Regions from separate parts of the Sus scrofa genome. Here region 1 is linked to region 2. The links are chromatin contacts, called in public Hi-C maps. All regions are on one chromosome and are shown on one strand. Each heading gives the region's core, a stretch centred on a gene start, on an enhancer-like site or on the middle of the called end of the contact. The rest is flanking DNA. Distances are from core to core; before and after follow the strand shown. Region 1 holds the start of ANKRD10 (ankyrin repeat domain 10). Region 2 holds the start of ING1 (inhibitor of growth protein 1).

Region 1 (7,533 bases), core at 1,523-4,022, 86 kb after region 2:
AGGGTGTCCCCAGACTCCGGCTCCCGGGCCGCCCCGGCTCCCCTCCCGGTGCACAATGCGGTGAGTGAACGAGCCAACAATCCTCCTCCTGAGGACTGACCTCCAGCGAAAGGTAAGCAGCTACACTCGGGTCTCACCTGGTGGCTCTTCTCCTCCGCGATTCTAAGCCTGTCCTTGCAAAGGACAGACCGCTGCAATCAACACACCTGAGAGGTGAGCTCTGACTGTCGGGGGCACCGAGATGCTGGCTGACAAAGAGACGCTTCCTCGGCGTGTTTTCAAATACTGCCTTTACCAATGTACCGAGCGAGAAACCACGGCCAGTGATAAGATGGCAGGTCTCAAGTACAACCAAAATGAAACAGATGAGAATCGCTTAGTATGCCAAACGGCCATTAATCTGCACATCAACCGAGAGCTCCCTGGACTCAAATTTGCTACCCGTGGGTTGGATGTAGGAAACCAGGCTTAGAACCCTGCGAAGGTATTGTTCAATACGATTGCTTGTAAACAGCAAGGTGTAATTAGTTTTTAAATAACATTTAGTCCTTTGGGAGCAAACGAGCCTCATAAAAAGGTTCGGTAACTTGTGCAGTTGGCACATTTCTAGGAACACAGCTTGAGACTGGGGAAGAGCCCACAACATGCTGAATCTCCGCCAGCTCCTGGATGGCCGAGCAGAGCGACGGCTTAAGTGCATACAGAGGAGGGAAGTGTGGGCAGCTGGGGACCGGGAGCCTTAGTCAGGAGTCCTGGCCTCGCTTCTGCCCCAGCCGCCTTTCCTCACAGGCTGAAGGACACTTCCTTTGGCCCCTTCAGTGCCTGAGACTCCGTGGCCTTCAGGGTTAAACGCAACTGAAAGCACGGAAGTTAACTGCCTCCAGTTACAACCTTTGATCTCTGAGGTTAAGCTACTGCTTGGTCTCCAACGTTTATTTACTACTCATGTTCCAGAGACTCAAGAAGGGAATTCAGTTGGCTTTGTTTTGTGTGGTAAAACACACCTGCATGAAACTTACATTTTAAACATTTTAAAGCAGTGATGGCTATTTTTAATCCTTAGAAATACCTAGAGGTACCCTGGGATGAGTAAATATTTTAAATGACCATTTGTAATGGGGCTTTAAGCAGAATGTACGAGACAGCCATACTGTGTCCTTCTCAACCAGGATAGGGAGGATCGGAAGCAACAGGGGAGCTTAAAAAAAAAAAGCTGTCCTTGCCTATTAAAAGGATGTTTTTGCCTGTAACACAAGGGACAATAGATGTTGCCAGCTACCTACAGTTTCACGTAAAAATAGAGCGAGACGCACTCAGCAGGGAGCTCCCTCCCCGGCGGCCGGCCCGCCTGGGGACACCTACGTTCAGGGAGAGCAGGCAGGAGGGTCCTCGCTCAGCCAGTTGTTTGCGGAGCCGGATCTCCCAGGGGCCTCGGGCTCAGCCCCGGCTCCGCCAGCGCGTCCCAGAGCTCAGGCCCGGGGCCGGCGGGCCTGCCTCGCCCCCGCCGTCCTAACGCCGTCTCATTTCTTTCACTAAAATAAATCTGACTTCATTTGACCAGGGGACTCAGAAACTGTTTCCCAAAAGTGCTGCGAACGTAGCACCTTGAGCCAAGTAAAGCCACTCGTCAGCCGGGCAAAAATAAATCTAAGATTAATTCCATTTCAAGACGGAAATACACTTCACATTATCCGGCACGTATTTCCGCAAAACCACTTATTTCAACCCAACCGTATCACCACTTCAGAGGGAAAACATTTTGTAATGTCCCAGAACTGGGGGGCATGAACCTTAACCGTTAAAGTCACTTTGGAAAAGCATCGTCAATCTCACTTTGCGACCACTTCTCCGATCGAATGACCCCTCTCCCTGCGCAGAGGAGGCAAATGCTGCCTTATCTTTCCGAGATTTAAAGCTGCACCTCGCTCTTCCCGATTTTAAGATAAACGTCGCCGACGGTCACTCGGGCGACAGTTTACACAACCCCCCAGCTCTGAGCTGGCAGCATCATCACCCAGCACGCCTTCGGCCGCGGCCCCTGGGCCCGGGGAGCTAAGGGCGCTTCCCTCCGGCGCCCGCCCCTCCCTCAGAGCGGCCCCGGCTCCCGCGCGCCGCCCTGGGGCGCCCGGGCCTCCACCCGCAGGGGCGGCGCCTCCGGGAAGCCGGCGCCTCGGGAGGCCGCCCGCGTTCGAACTCTGCGCCGCCGCACTTGCGCTCCGGGCCTCACGGCCTCCGGGCCTCCCGGCGCCAGCGCCGCCGCCGCCGGGCCCGCTTCCGCCCGTCTCCCGGCAGGCTCCGCGCGCCCCTGGGGCCCCGACCCCCGCGCCGCCGCACATGCGCCCCGGGCCCCTTGGCGCGCCTTCGCCGCCGACCCCGCTTCCGCCCCGCGCTCCCGGCACGCCCCGCGCCCACCGCCCTCTCGACCCCCACAGGAAAGCCGCGGAAGATGGCGCCTTAAAGCGCCCGCGCCCACCTTGCCGAAGTGCGCGGCCCAGTGCACCGGCGTCCAGCCGTAGAAGGAATCCTCGGCAGCCAGGTGGGCGCGCGGCGTCTGCTGTAGCAGCGAGCAGAGCGCGGCCAGGTCCCCATCGCGGCAGGCGCGGTGCAGCGGAAAGCGGAGCGACAACAGCTCTTCGCTGGAGAAGCCCGCCTCCACACCCGCACCCGCTCCCGCCGCCGACATGGTCCGTCACCAGAGAGCGCGAGCTGGCGAGCGGAGAAGACGAGCCGGTGAAGACCCGAGAGGCCGCCGCCGTCGCCGCCACCGGAGCACAAAGGATCTAGAGCAGCGCCGCGGCTGCGTCCAGCCGGCAGCCGAGCCGAGCGCGCACGGGGGCGGGGCGAGGCGGGGCGGGGCGGGGCCTGCGTCGGCGGGGACTGGGGCCGGCGCTCGGAGCCGCGGAGCCTGGGGGCGGGGCCTGGAGCGTCGGGGCGGGGCCTGGAGCAGGGGGCGGGGCCCAGGCCCCGTGGGCCGCGTGGGTTCTAGACTCCGGGTTCTGGACTCCGGTCCAGACTCCAGGCGCGTCAGTGTCCTGACCTCCGTTAATAAAAAGCTCCTGGAGAATCAGGTTTGGGCTTTGGGCCCGATCCCCTGAGGTTTCGGCCGCACGCCTTTTATTCCACCAATTAATCTGGTGGTGCGTCTGCGAGCACCTGGGGGCGGTTCCTGCCCCTCCTGACCTGCTGTACTTTTCTGAGCTGGGCTGCACGTTTTTGAGAACCCACGGCCAAAACGCGAGAAACATTGTAGCATGCAAGGAAATACTAAATTGTCTTTCACTGACCGAGGATCACAGATTTTTTAAATAGATTTTTTTCTGATTATGACTTCTACGTGAAAATCATCAATAATTTCACTATCAAGAAATAACCAGTGTTAACATTTACAGATTTTTTATTGTGATTTTCTAACCATGTGGTTTGTTTCACTTGTATATATTCTTTTTCTTTGTGTATACTGCTTTCCTTTTTTGTTCTACAAAATTCTAAATCACAGTGATTGAGCTTTAAGTAGGTAACCAGATTTCTGGGAAGATATTGATGCATAAGATAGTACACTGCAGCATTACTTAATAAAACAAGAAATTAGAAACATAGTGCCTAATGAAGAAAAAATGTTAATTTGCGGTATAAGCATGCAACACAGTCATCTATTCATGCAGCAAACGTGTTGAGTACAATAATGAATGAAACACACTGGGAAATGTTCTAGATACAGTCAACCAGAAAAAGCAGCAAGTATTTCGATTTAGTGAGCAATTACTAATGGATGAGGTGTAAGAATGACACTTAGAATCTGTCATGTATTAGATGAGGCAAGAAAGAAAATTTCAGGGAGTTTCCGTCGTGGAGCAATGGTTAACGAATCCGACCAGGAACCATGAGGTTGCTGGTTCGATCCCTGCCCTTGCTCAGAAGGTTAAGGATCTGGCGTCGCCGTGAGCTGTGGTGTAGGTCGCAGACGCGGCTCGGATCTGGCATTGCTCTGGCTCTGGTGTAGGCTGTCGGCTACAGCTCCGATTTGACCCCTAGCCTGGGAACCTCCATATGCCACGGGAGCGGCCCAAGAAATGGCAAAAAGACAAAAAATAAAGTAAAAAAAATTTAAAAAAGAGAAAATTTCAGTAATTCAAGATATACTTTTTCGTTTGGACCCAAAGGGCAGCAATATGCCTGGTCCACTAGGAATTCAATCATTTTTCTTTGTATATTCCATGCTGCTTTTAATCTGATTATCTCTTTAAGATACATACGCTGGTATTGACTGGTACCCTTCCTAGGAAAGCGGCGTCCCATTTTGCAGAAGGACATAAGCACAGCTTGTCTTTCATAATAACGAGAAGGAAGTACCCTTCCTTACCCAGCATTCTGTGAATGATGAGACTGAGGCAGAGACAGGCTAAGGAATTTGCCCAGGGACAAACTGCATGCCTGTGCCAGAGCTTGGAATAATATCCAGGCCTTGTTCCCAACCCATGGTTAGATTTTTTTAACCTTGGCATTGATTTTGTACGAAGGCCTAGGAAACGAAGCAGGTTACAGGGAATGGATGCTCAGAGTGTCTGTTTCCTCAGCTAAGATGACTTCCTGCTTCCTCAGGCTTCCTGGGATGGAACCCGTACTTGAGCAGCTGTGCAGAGATAGACCAACGTGATGGTGGCTCCCTGAGACGGGCCACGCGGTTGCCGGGTATGAGAATGAGAAAGGAGGTCTGGTGAGTGTTCCTAAAGCCACCCTTCCAAGTGCTTGGTTGCGGGTTTTGCCCAACGTGTCGAATGACGGCTAATGACAGGTTTTCTTAGGAGCTCTTTAGCTTTCCAAAAAGCTGTAGAGAAAAGAGAAAGAAGCGCGGATTCATAACACATTCTTTGTCTTTTATTTGACAGAGCAACCACACATAAGTGACAAAGGTTCCCTTCTTGACCAGACTCTACTCAGGCTCCCCCACCCCCCATATCTGCTAACCCTCCACATCCAACCGCCTTCTCCATCCTCCACCACTCCCTCCCCCCTGCCGGGGCGTCTGCCTTCAGCAAGAATCCTGCCATGACGTCACTTTAGCCAGAGCCCCTGATGCTCCTTTTAGGGACTCTCCAACTCCTGACGCCCCCCTGCTCCTGGGTTGGAGGTTCCCACTTGTCCATGTCGTGTTCAGAGGTCAGTCTGAGTTCTCCCCTCGTCTGCGGGGACAAACGGGGTCTCATGATCCCACAGCAGTGGCCCCTGTACCCATCCGAAGGCACCCTTGAATAAAGTCTGCCTTTCCATGCTTTAACGAGTGTCTCTGAAAAATATTTTCTTTAACAGTTTGAAGTAACTTTTTTCTTTAACCTGAGCAAACTGGAGTATTTGAAGGTATGACTCAAATACGTGATGAGAAACAGGAAGACTCAAAACTCAGTACATGGATTAAAAACCAACCCAAACCCTGCCTTTGGGATTGGCATTGCGTTTCCAAAAAGGGATAGTGTGTGAGGAATTGCTCCAAGGGGCAGGGCTCGTGGGAGGAACGTGCCCTGAGAGGCAGGGTCACACGCTCCGCTCTGTAGAGGGCGGGCCCCTGCTGAGCGCTGCGGTCACGCTGAGAAACGGGACCCAGTGAACCGCGTGTCTCGGGACCTGAGACCCGAGGAAGGCGAGACCAGGGCCTCCCTGTTCTGTCCTCTCTGCTGCCCCTTGTTCCCGGCGCTGCACCTCCCACACGCTGCCAGGTCCCTCTTTGAAGAAGGGCATCTGCTTACACTTGGGCAGAAGAGTCGCGGCCTCTGGGCTGCCATCCGGAGTGCCAGGGACTGCTAGACTCAGCAGCTCTGCAGGCGCGTTCAGCGCGCTGGCTCGTCGCGTCTGGGCTGTGTGCACGCCGAGGCCAGAGAGCCCTCTCTCAGGTCTCGTCTGAGTTAGGCCACCCACTCCATTCACCCTCACGACCTCATCACCTCCCACTGCGGGGGGCGGGGGGGGGGGACAACGGACATTCAGTCCGGGGCCAGCAGCGTCCCCGATTTAATCATTCTCACGCCTCCTCCGTGTGGATTTTCAGCACCTCTGTGCGGACTTTTCTGGCCACGTTGGATCTGTGCTGTTAATACTTTTCTTAAAACCGGTTTACTTTTGGAGTTCCCACTGCGGCTCAGGCTCAGCGGGTTAAGAACCTGACTGCAGTGGCTCAGGCCGCCTTGGAGGCAAAGGGGTGGGTTCCATCCACGCCCCCGTGCGGTGGGTTGAAAGGATCTGGTGTTGCTGCCGCTGCTATAGGTCCACCCCTGGCCCAGGAAGTTCCCTATGCCGTGGGTGTGGCCCTTAAAAAAAACAGGCTTACTTTTTGAGATTTACCAACTTCATTCACATCCTCTTCATGAGCAAAACAGCAATGACTTTGTGGTGCTGTGGCTACATTTCCCCCTACAGCTAAGCAAATACACAGCCAAATAAAATTTGAGTGCTTCCCAAGTCCGCTTCTGTCCTTTAGTGGAGCTCACACTGTGCTTTGGAAACGTCCTCAGAGCCAAGTCCCCGGGTTCCAGCACGGGCTGCCCTGCTCAGCCCTGAAAACCGACTGCGGTTTGCCTCTGCCCAGAGGGCTTCACCTCCGTCATCTCCAGCACCCAACTCCCTCTGTTGTGGGTTGAATTGCGCCCCTCAATTCGTGTGTTGAAATCCTAACCCCCGTACCTCAGGATATGACCTATTTGGAAACGGGGTCATTGCCGATGGAACGCGTTGTCAGGAGGGAGGAGGCTGGCCCCTGATCCGGTGGGACTTGTGTCCTTCTGAAAGGAGAGTCATCTCTGTCTCTCCGTCTCTCCACGACTACCGTGTCCCTCTCACCGGGACAGTGCCTTGTCCATATTAAACCCTAAGTACAAATTTGCTGAGTGACAGCAGGAGACGCAAGCTGGGAGTCAGGTCAGCTGGCTGCTCCTTTCCAGAAAGGGAGACGTGTTGAGGGCCAGGGGTCTTGCCTGTAAACAACATTACGATTCTGGAATCTTAATAGTTGTCCTGTCTTATTTACATCTTGTTAGAAAAGTGATCAGCACGAATGCCCTTAAAATGAGAGAGAAACAGCAAGTGTGTGCTCAGAGGCGTGCTGTGAAAGCAGAATCGTGGGGCCGGAGGGGCTGCAGGAGGGAAGGGAAGCGGCAGGCTGGCCGGCCGGCGCCCAGAGCTGGGGCAGCAGACTTGGGCTGCTCCGGAGCTGGGTCCTGCTGGATGCTGAGAATGGCCACACACGCCTTCTGGCCGCTTGACCTGTAAGTGGGCAACTGCCCAGTCCTTTAGATTTGGTTTAGCCGATGCCTTACTTCCCTAATGTTATCACTGGAGAGAAACTCCCCAGGGAGTCATGGCTCTTATTAAATGTTCCCGGCTGTCCCCGTGGGCGGAGTTGGTGGCCCCTCTGCTGAGCAAGCCAGGAAGTCCCCAAGTGGCCACCCTGAGGCCGGCCCTGCAGGCAGAGTCACAGTCTCTGGGGGGAGGCTGCTGACAGCTGCTCCCTGGACGGGACCCAGGCGCCTGGTGTGATGGGCGGTT
Region 2 (7,087 bases), core at 2,757-5,256:
AGCAACCAAATTCAGGGGGGGGGGTTCCCCTGTGGCTCAGCGGTAAGGAACCTAGCGCCCAGGAGGACGAGGGTTCAATCCCTGGCCTCAGTGAGTTAAAGGATCCTCCGTTGCTGTGAGCTGTGATGTAGGTCGCAGAAGCGGCTGGGATGCGGCGTTGCTGTGGCTGTGGTGCAGGCCAGCAGCCGCAGCTCAGATTGGACCCCTAGCCTGGGAACTTCCATATGCTGTGAGGGCGGCCCTAAAAAAAAAAGACTCAGGAAAGCGTTGCTGAATTCATCTTGGATGAAACCTACCTGTTGTGCAGGTAGAAGGGAATTTGGGCAGTAAAGCGTCTGATAGAGAAAGCTCTGATCCTGATACTAGACGTGCCAGTGAAAGAAGAAAATGAACCAAGGCTTCACTGCCATCTGTGGAATTCAAGGAAAAAGCCTGAAGTTTTTGGAAACTGCTTTAGTAAGTCTGAAGACCAAATCCTGTACACCAACCTGGATAGCTGGCATGTTTTACTTGGCCCTGAGAGATCATGATTTTTAAACTAACAATGGAATCTTCTGTCCTGTGAAAACTGGTCCTGTAAGGGGCTCAGTCCTTAGTCTGCAGCAATTTAGCTTTTCTAAAGTCTTGGGGGAATCTTCAAAGATCAACACATCCATTATTTAATGATGGCTAAAACAGGACTCCTCCTGCAGGTCCAATATTAAGGTAAAGTGAAAGTGACTGGGAAGATGCATTAGCATCTACACCTAGAGAGAGAGTAGAGTCTTCGGAATTTGAAGTCGGAACAAGGAAGTTTATTAAGGTTCTATACCATCATGAATGCCATTTCTTACTCCTGAATGACAACAACAACAAAACGTAGTTCTCAGCATGGCATTTTCTTTTAAAGCAAAATTTTGTAAATCCAAAGTACAGTAGGTAGGGTAGCATATTGTTCAGGGCATTGCAGGTTTGAGATAAATGTACTAGGATTTATATTTTAAGCACTTCAAAACAAAGAATTGTATGTTCATCTCTTTTATTCCCATAGGTTTGAGCATCTCCATTAAAACTAGAAATACCCTTTTCCATAGTGGCATATTTAAAATGCCCGATCAGGAGGTCTCACTGTGGCCCAATGGGATCCCCCGAGTCTTGGGAGTGCTGAGATGCAGGTTCAATCCCCTGCTCCACAGGGTGGGTTAAGGATCCACTGTTGCCGCAGCTGTGGCTTAGGTAGCAACAGTGGCTCAGATCTGATCACTGGCCTGAAGACTCCATATGCCAAGGGGCGACCAAAAAATAAATTAATTAACTTAATTAAATGACTGATCACCATTAACTATATTTTACTACTGGTCCTCTAACCTTGTCCAGAAAACAGTAAGTCATTGGTATACATTTTAAGAACTTTGTAAAGCTAATCAAATATTTTCTGACTTTTTAGCCCAAGGGGTAAATTAAATGTCTTGTAGCCATTATTCACCACTGCATTCCTAGTGCATAAAAGACATGGTAGACAATCCTAAATACTTCTTGTTGAATGAATAAAAAGCTGTTGTGTTTCACACGTCTGTCAAGTCCATGAAAAAATGAGAGGAATCATTATTGATATGACATCTCCATGTGCCTCCAGGGCAGCCAAAAAAAAAAAAAAGACATGACATCTTGATTTAAAAAAAAAGGCAAAAAAGAACCTGGAGTTCCCGTCGTGGCCCAGTGGAAACGAATCTGACTAGGAACCATGAGGTTTTGGGTTCGATCCCTGGCCTCCCTCAGTGGATTAAGGATCTGGCATTGCCATGAGCTGTGCTGTAGTTCACAGACAGGGCTTGGATCCCTCCTTGCTGTGGCTGTGGTGTAGGCCGGCAGCTGTAGCTCCAATTAGACCCCTAGCCTGGGAACCTCCATATGCCACGGGTGCAGCCCTAAAAAGACCAAAAAAAAGCAGAAACAAACAAAAAAACCTCCGGGATTTCCCATCCTGGCTCAGCGGTAACCAACCCAACTAGTATCCAGGACAACTAGGATTCGGTTCCTTTCCTGGCTCAGCGGGTTAAGGATCCGGTGTTGCCCTGAGCCGAGGTGTAGGTCGGAGACAGGTCTGGGATCTGGTGTTGCTGTGGCTGTGGTGTAGGCCTGTAGCTGTAGCTCCAATCAGACCCTTGGTCTGGGAACTTCCATATGCCACAGCTAGTCATTAAAAAAAAAGAAAAAAACAACAGCAGGAGTTCCCCATCGTTGTGCAGCGGAAACGAAGCCAACTAGGAGCCATGAGGTTGCAGATTCAATCCCTGGCCTCACTCAGCGGGTTAAGGATCTGGCGTTGCTGTGACCTGTGGTGTAGGTCACAGACGCAGCTTGGATCCTGCGTTGCTGTGGCTGTGGTGTAGGCCAGCAGCTACAGCTCTGATTCAACCTCTAGCCTGGGAACCTTCATATGCCACAGATGCAGCTCTAAAAAGCAAAAAAACAAAACAAAACAACAAACACTCCAGCTTGATGGTCATTGGGAAGGGTAAATTATTTCTCACCTTTTTTCTTTCTTTTTTTTTTTTTTTTAACAGCTGCTGGCCTACACCAGAGTCACAGCAACACCAGATCCGAGCTGCATCTGCAACCTACACTACAGCTCAGGGTCACACCGAATCCTTAACCCACTGAGAGAGGCTAGGGATGAAACCTGGACCCTCATGGTTCCTAATCGGACTAGTTTCCACTGCACCATGACAAGAACTCCACCTTTATTTTTTTTTTTTAATTTATTTTTAGTTTTTTGGCTTTTTGCCATGTCTTGGGCCGCTCCCTCGGCATATGGAGGTTCCCAGGCTAGGGGTCGAATCGGAGCTGTAGCCACCGGCCTACGCCAGAGCCACAGCAACGTGGGATCTGAGCCACGTCTGCTACCTACACCACAGCTCACAGCAACGCGGATCCTTAACCCACTGAGCAAGGCCAGGGATCGAACCCACAACCTCATGGTTCCTAGTCAGATTCGTTAACCACTGCGCCACGACGGGAACGCCCACCTTTATTCTTAAATTCAGATAAACACTACTCATTTTAGAGCCAGTGAATGCAAGGATTAAAAGAACCTCTTTCTTGTTACTGTACTTTAAAATTACGTATATGCGTTTCTCCTATGCAACGTTTACTCTATTCCATATAGTCTCTTCGTTGCCACATAGTGTCACAGTATTAAAGCCTTTTAAGCAGGCTAGTGGCCAATAAATGAAACTTTACCTATCATTTGCTTTACACTGGGCCCAAGCTGGAAAAGTGTGACTCTCTAAGTAAAATAACCACTTTCCCAAATATCGAAGTGAACGTTTCCTGATGTGAGGGTGCGATGAAGGGGTAGAATGAAGATCAAACCCATTTACCTCAAAGTTTTACTCCTACTCGTCGTTTATCACCGCAGCAGCGTTCCAACCCATTTCCAAAGACGACCAGCCCAACTTAGTCTGCACTGACAGCCACATCGCGGACTGCTCTGCAGATCGCTGCTAGGGGCACTGCGGATCAAAACCTATTTTACAAACACTGGCTCGGTCTGAATGACACTGAGTAATTAAGAAACTCTCCCGCGGTCTTGGTTGTCACGACACTGTTCTCCGGACACTCGGGAACTCCACCAGAACGTGATGAACCGCAGAGCATCGATTCAGTCCCAGGGGGAGCGGCCACGGGCAGCAGGGCACCCGGAGCCAGGCGAACCCGCCCACCCACCCGTCCGAGAGACGCAGCGCCGCCCAGGCACAGAGGCGGTAGGGACGTCAGGGGCCGAGGCCGAACTACCTGACAGGGTTAGAGTTGGCGACACGACACCCGCCAAAGGACAGGGCAGGACAAAGGAGGCCAAACGAGTCCTCCGAAAAGCACCAAGCGCGGCGCAGACCCGCACGCCGCGGACAAAGCGGGGGAGGGGGCCACGCCCACAGGCGGGGCCTCGGCCGGAAGAGGCGGGCCTCGCGCGGCCCCGTCGTCTAGGCAACGGGGCTCCTCGGAAGCCCAAATCCAGGCGTTTAGGGCGGGGAGGAGGGGGAGGGGGGCCCAAGGCTGCACAGGGAGAGGCCCCCGGGACCCGGGCGCCCGGACGCTTGCCCCACCACGGCTTGGGTGGTCTTTCGAAGTGGGGGCGCGGACTTTAAGAGAGGATTCCATGGCACATGCGGGAAGGGGTCGGGGTCACCTGCCCTCTACGGGGACCCGGCCTGGCGAACCGCTCCCCTCTCGGGTCCCTTTGTCTCCAAGCCGCTCGGCGCTGGGCTCCGGCCGGCAACACAAAGGGCGGGCGGTGAGGACCGCGCAGGCGCGGGAGCCGCCGAGGCTGCCGGGAGTGGTGGTCCGACTGCCGAATGGTAGGTCTCCGGCGCGGGCAAATGGGCCTCTTGGCCACACAAGTACGCATGCGCAACCACTTCCGTCTTGCCGGGCCAGCCTGGTCCCTCCGCCCCCGGAGGGACGCGGGTTTCTAGTAGTAAGAGCCGAGGGGGAGGTGTCCGTGATCGCCCCGCCTATTCTTTCTCCTGATTGGGCCGCCGGGGTGAGGGCGGAACCTGGATTGGCCCTCGAGGTTGCCAGTCTGTTCCGGGCCGTACTTATTTCCCGGCTGCGAGGCGGGATCAGGAGTGTGGGACTGAGCAAAGGGAAGGAGATGGTGACCCGGGATTGTGATGGTCCCGAGGCCGGGTCGGTTCCAGAGAGCTCTGGGCTATGCCACCTGCCTCTCCCGCAACACCCAGCGGCCATGCAGCCCCGCCCAACGCACTTTGCCTGCAAGTGCGAAACTCCCACTAAAGTTTTCAGCTCGCCCGCTGCCCCTTGCCCCCGCGGCCCCTGCCCCGGCAAAAGTGACAGACAAAGCCACACCCCCGTGCGGCGGGGCCGGTGAGGGGCGTGAATGCGGCGGGGGCGGGGCCCACGGGGGAGGGGGCGGTGGGGCCAGGACGCATGCGCGATGCAGGGGGCCGAATGTTTCCCAAGTGTTTGAAACTGGTATTTGGGTTTTCCACGTTGGACAAGTGCGGCGCGGCGGGCGGCGCGCGCCCCTTCCCGCGCTCGCTCGGCCCCGGCCCCGGCCCCTGCGCCGGGGTGCGCGCCCGCACGCCCGCCCGCGCCCGCCCCGCGCCCGAGGCCGCCGAGCTCCGGCCCGGCCCGCCAGGCGCCGGTCCCCGGGCCCAGGCGGTGCAGCTCGCAGATGTAGCGGCGCGGGGCCGGCCGGAGGGGAGGCGCCGGCGGGCGGGAGCCTTGCATTTTGCAGCGCTGGGCTCCGAGGGGGCGGGGGCCGGAGGAAGCGGAAAGCCGCGCCGAGTCGCCGGGGACCTCGGTGAACCATGTTGAGCCCTGCCAACGGGGAGCAGATCCACCTGGTGAACTATGTGGAGGACTACCTGGACTCCATCGAGTCTCTGCCTTTCGATCTGCAGAGAAACGTCTCGCTGATGCGGGAGATCGACGCGAAATACCAAGGTACGGCGGGATGGATGGGCGGGGGCGGCTGCTCCATCCCCGTCGGTCGCGGCGCGCCGCGGGGCCGCGGGCCGTCCTGATCCCCGCTTGGGGAGCCTCGATCCCGCGGCGGGGCCCTGGCCGGACAGAAACAAAAGGTCTGGAGCGTCTTTGATTTGCGAAGGTCCTTGTGCGCGAAGCCCGGACACGGAGGAGGAAGAAGGAACGAGAGGTCTCAATGCCAGGCTGCGCGAGCAAAGCGCTCTTTGTAGTGAAGTGACGAGGCGGGGTGCTGCGGGGGAGGGGGCGCAGGGGGCGCCGGCTGAGGCGCCGAGGGAGGGATGTGCAGCGGTCGCTAGCTAGGGGCTCAGAGACGGTGCTGCGCGCAGGGCTGCTGGGAGGGCAATGCGGGCGAGGGGTCCGCCGGCCCTGCTCGCCATCCCCGGAACCACCTTCACTCAGTCCCGAATCTGAGTGTTACATAAAGTCCGGGGTCGGTACTCCGCGTGGTGCAGCCCCAGTCGCCCCCACCCAGCCCCCGGCCCTCCCGCGGTGCTGGACACGGAGCGAGGGCCGACGTACGGGGGGCGACGCGGCCGGGTGTAGTTTGCGGAGGGCCAGGGCTTTATTCTGTGCGTGCAGTGGTCAAGGGGAGGGGAGGGAAGGGAGGATGGGGCGAGGAAGTCGCCCATCTGTGCTGTGCTCGGGGGGCGCAGGCAAATATTGTCGACTTGGAGAGGAACATGGCAGGGGAAGAGGACCTGTGGGTCGTTCTCTGCTGCCTCGGCCGCCCAGAATGCCGGAGAGAGACGGAGGGTTCGGGTCCGCTGGGAATTGCTGGCTGTTGGGGAAACTTTCCTCCCAGGTCAGGCATCGCATTGGGGCTGTGTTTGGAACGTGGATAATCACTCCGAGTTTACTAATGTTTACAGGACTGCGCAGCAGGGAAACGGAAGAGTGGGGGGAGGTGGAAAGCCACTACATGCCCCACAACAGACAAGACTCACGCGAGGAAGGCGCCCCTGCGCGCTCTACCCGAGGCTTTGCTTCGCAGCGACTTTTATAGGAGGCTTATTAGCATATTGTGAACGTTCCCCCTTGGCCTTCTGTGATTGGCCGTGGCCTCTCCCATGGAATGTCCTTATCAGTCCGCTGCTGAACCATTGGTTGCTGAGCCGGATGAGGGCGGGCCTTGCGCAGTTACTGGCATAGATCTCTGTTTCCGCTGCCTCTTTTTTTCTCTTTCGTAGAGGGGCGGGGAGGAGGGAGGAGGTCGAGTTGATTTGAACGTCTTCAGGTCGCCCGGCCTCCGGCCCTGCATTGGTTATTGGTGCTGCTGGGGCGGGCCGAGTTCTCTGACCCTGGGTTGTGATTGGTGCCCCACCTGGCCACCGCCCTCCGGTCCAACGATTCCTACTGGCAGTGGCTGCCGGGGCGGGGCGCGCCTCCCACTGGCCGCCTACCCATTGGCGGGGCTGAGCCAGCCTCGCCCCCGCCCCCCACCGACGCGAGCTTGGCCCCTTCCGCCGCGGAGTAATGGCGGCGCCCGGGGTACAGGGCAAAGCTGGCGATCCGTGTCGCTGGGATTGCCGAGGGCGCAGGCGGGGCTCCGGGTCGGGTCCCAGGGACCCGCGGGTTCGGCCTCGCGGAGCAGCGG

What was found. Hi-C and Micro-C count contacts between places; a contact is called where the count stands out from the background.
Region 1: a Hi-C map of skeletal muscle shows a contact between it and region 2, with 2.8 times the contacts expected there. The contact joins the promoter of ANKRD10 here to the promoter of ING1 in region 2. A contact is called at or near these places in 3 of 5 promoter capture datasets (fetal liver, fetal skeletal muscle and liver), 13 of 47 Hi-C or Micro-C datasets (alveolar macrophages, blood, embryonic fibroblasts and 7 more) and 2 of 2 datasets of contacts at active chromatin or transcription factors (alveolar macrophages and skeletal muscle).

What each region holds. Positions count from the first base shown.
Region 1 is chr11:77,353,277-77,360,809 of Sscrofa11.1, forward strand. ANKRD10 (ankyrin repeat domain 10) reads right to left here and starts at 2,773. Exons shown (of 6, transcript NM_001244616.1): 1 at 2,474-2,773. The coding sequence starts at 2,683. It overlaps LOC110255863 (a long non-coding RNA gene), which reads right to left. Exons shown (of 2, transcript XR_002336774.1): 2 at 3,322-4,825. It overlaps LOC110255864 (a long non-coding RNA gene), which reads left to right and starts at 4,573. Exons shown (of 2, transcript XR_002336775.1): 1 at 4,573-4,714; 2 at 4,887-5,275.
Region 2 is chr11:77,266,266-77,273,352 of Sscrofa11.1, forward strand. ING1 (inhibitor of growth protein 1) reads left to right here and starts at 4,007. Exons shown (of 2, transcript XM_021065917.1): 1 at 4,007-4,340. The coding sequence starts at 4,142. CARS2 (probable cysteine--tRNA ligase, mitochondrial) reads right to left here and starts at 3,671. Exons shown (of 15, transcript XM_021065916.1): 1 at 3,363-3,671.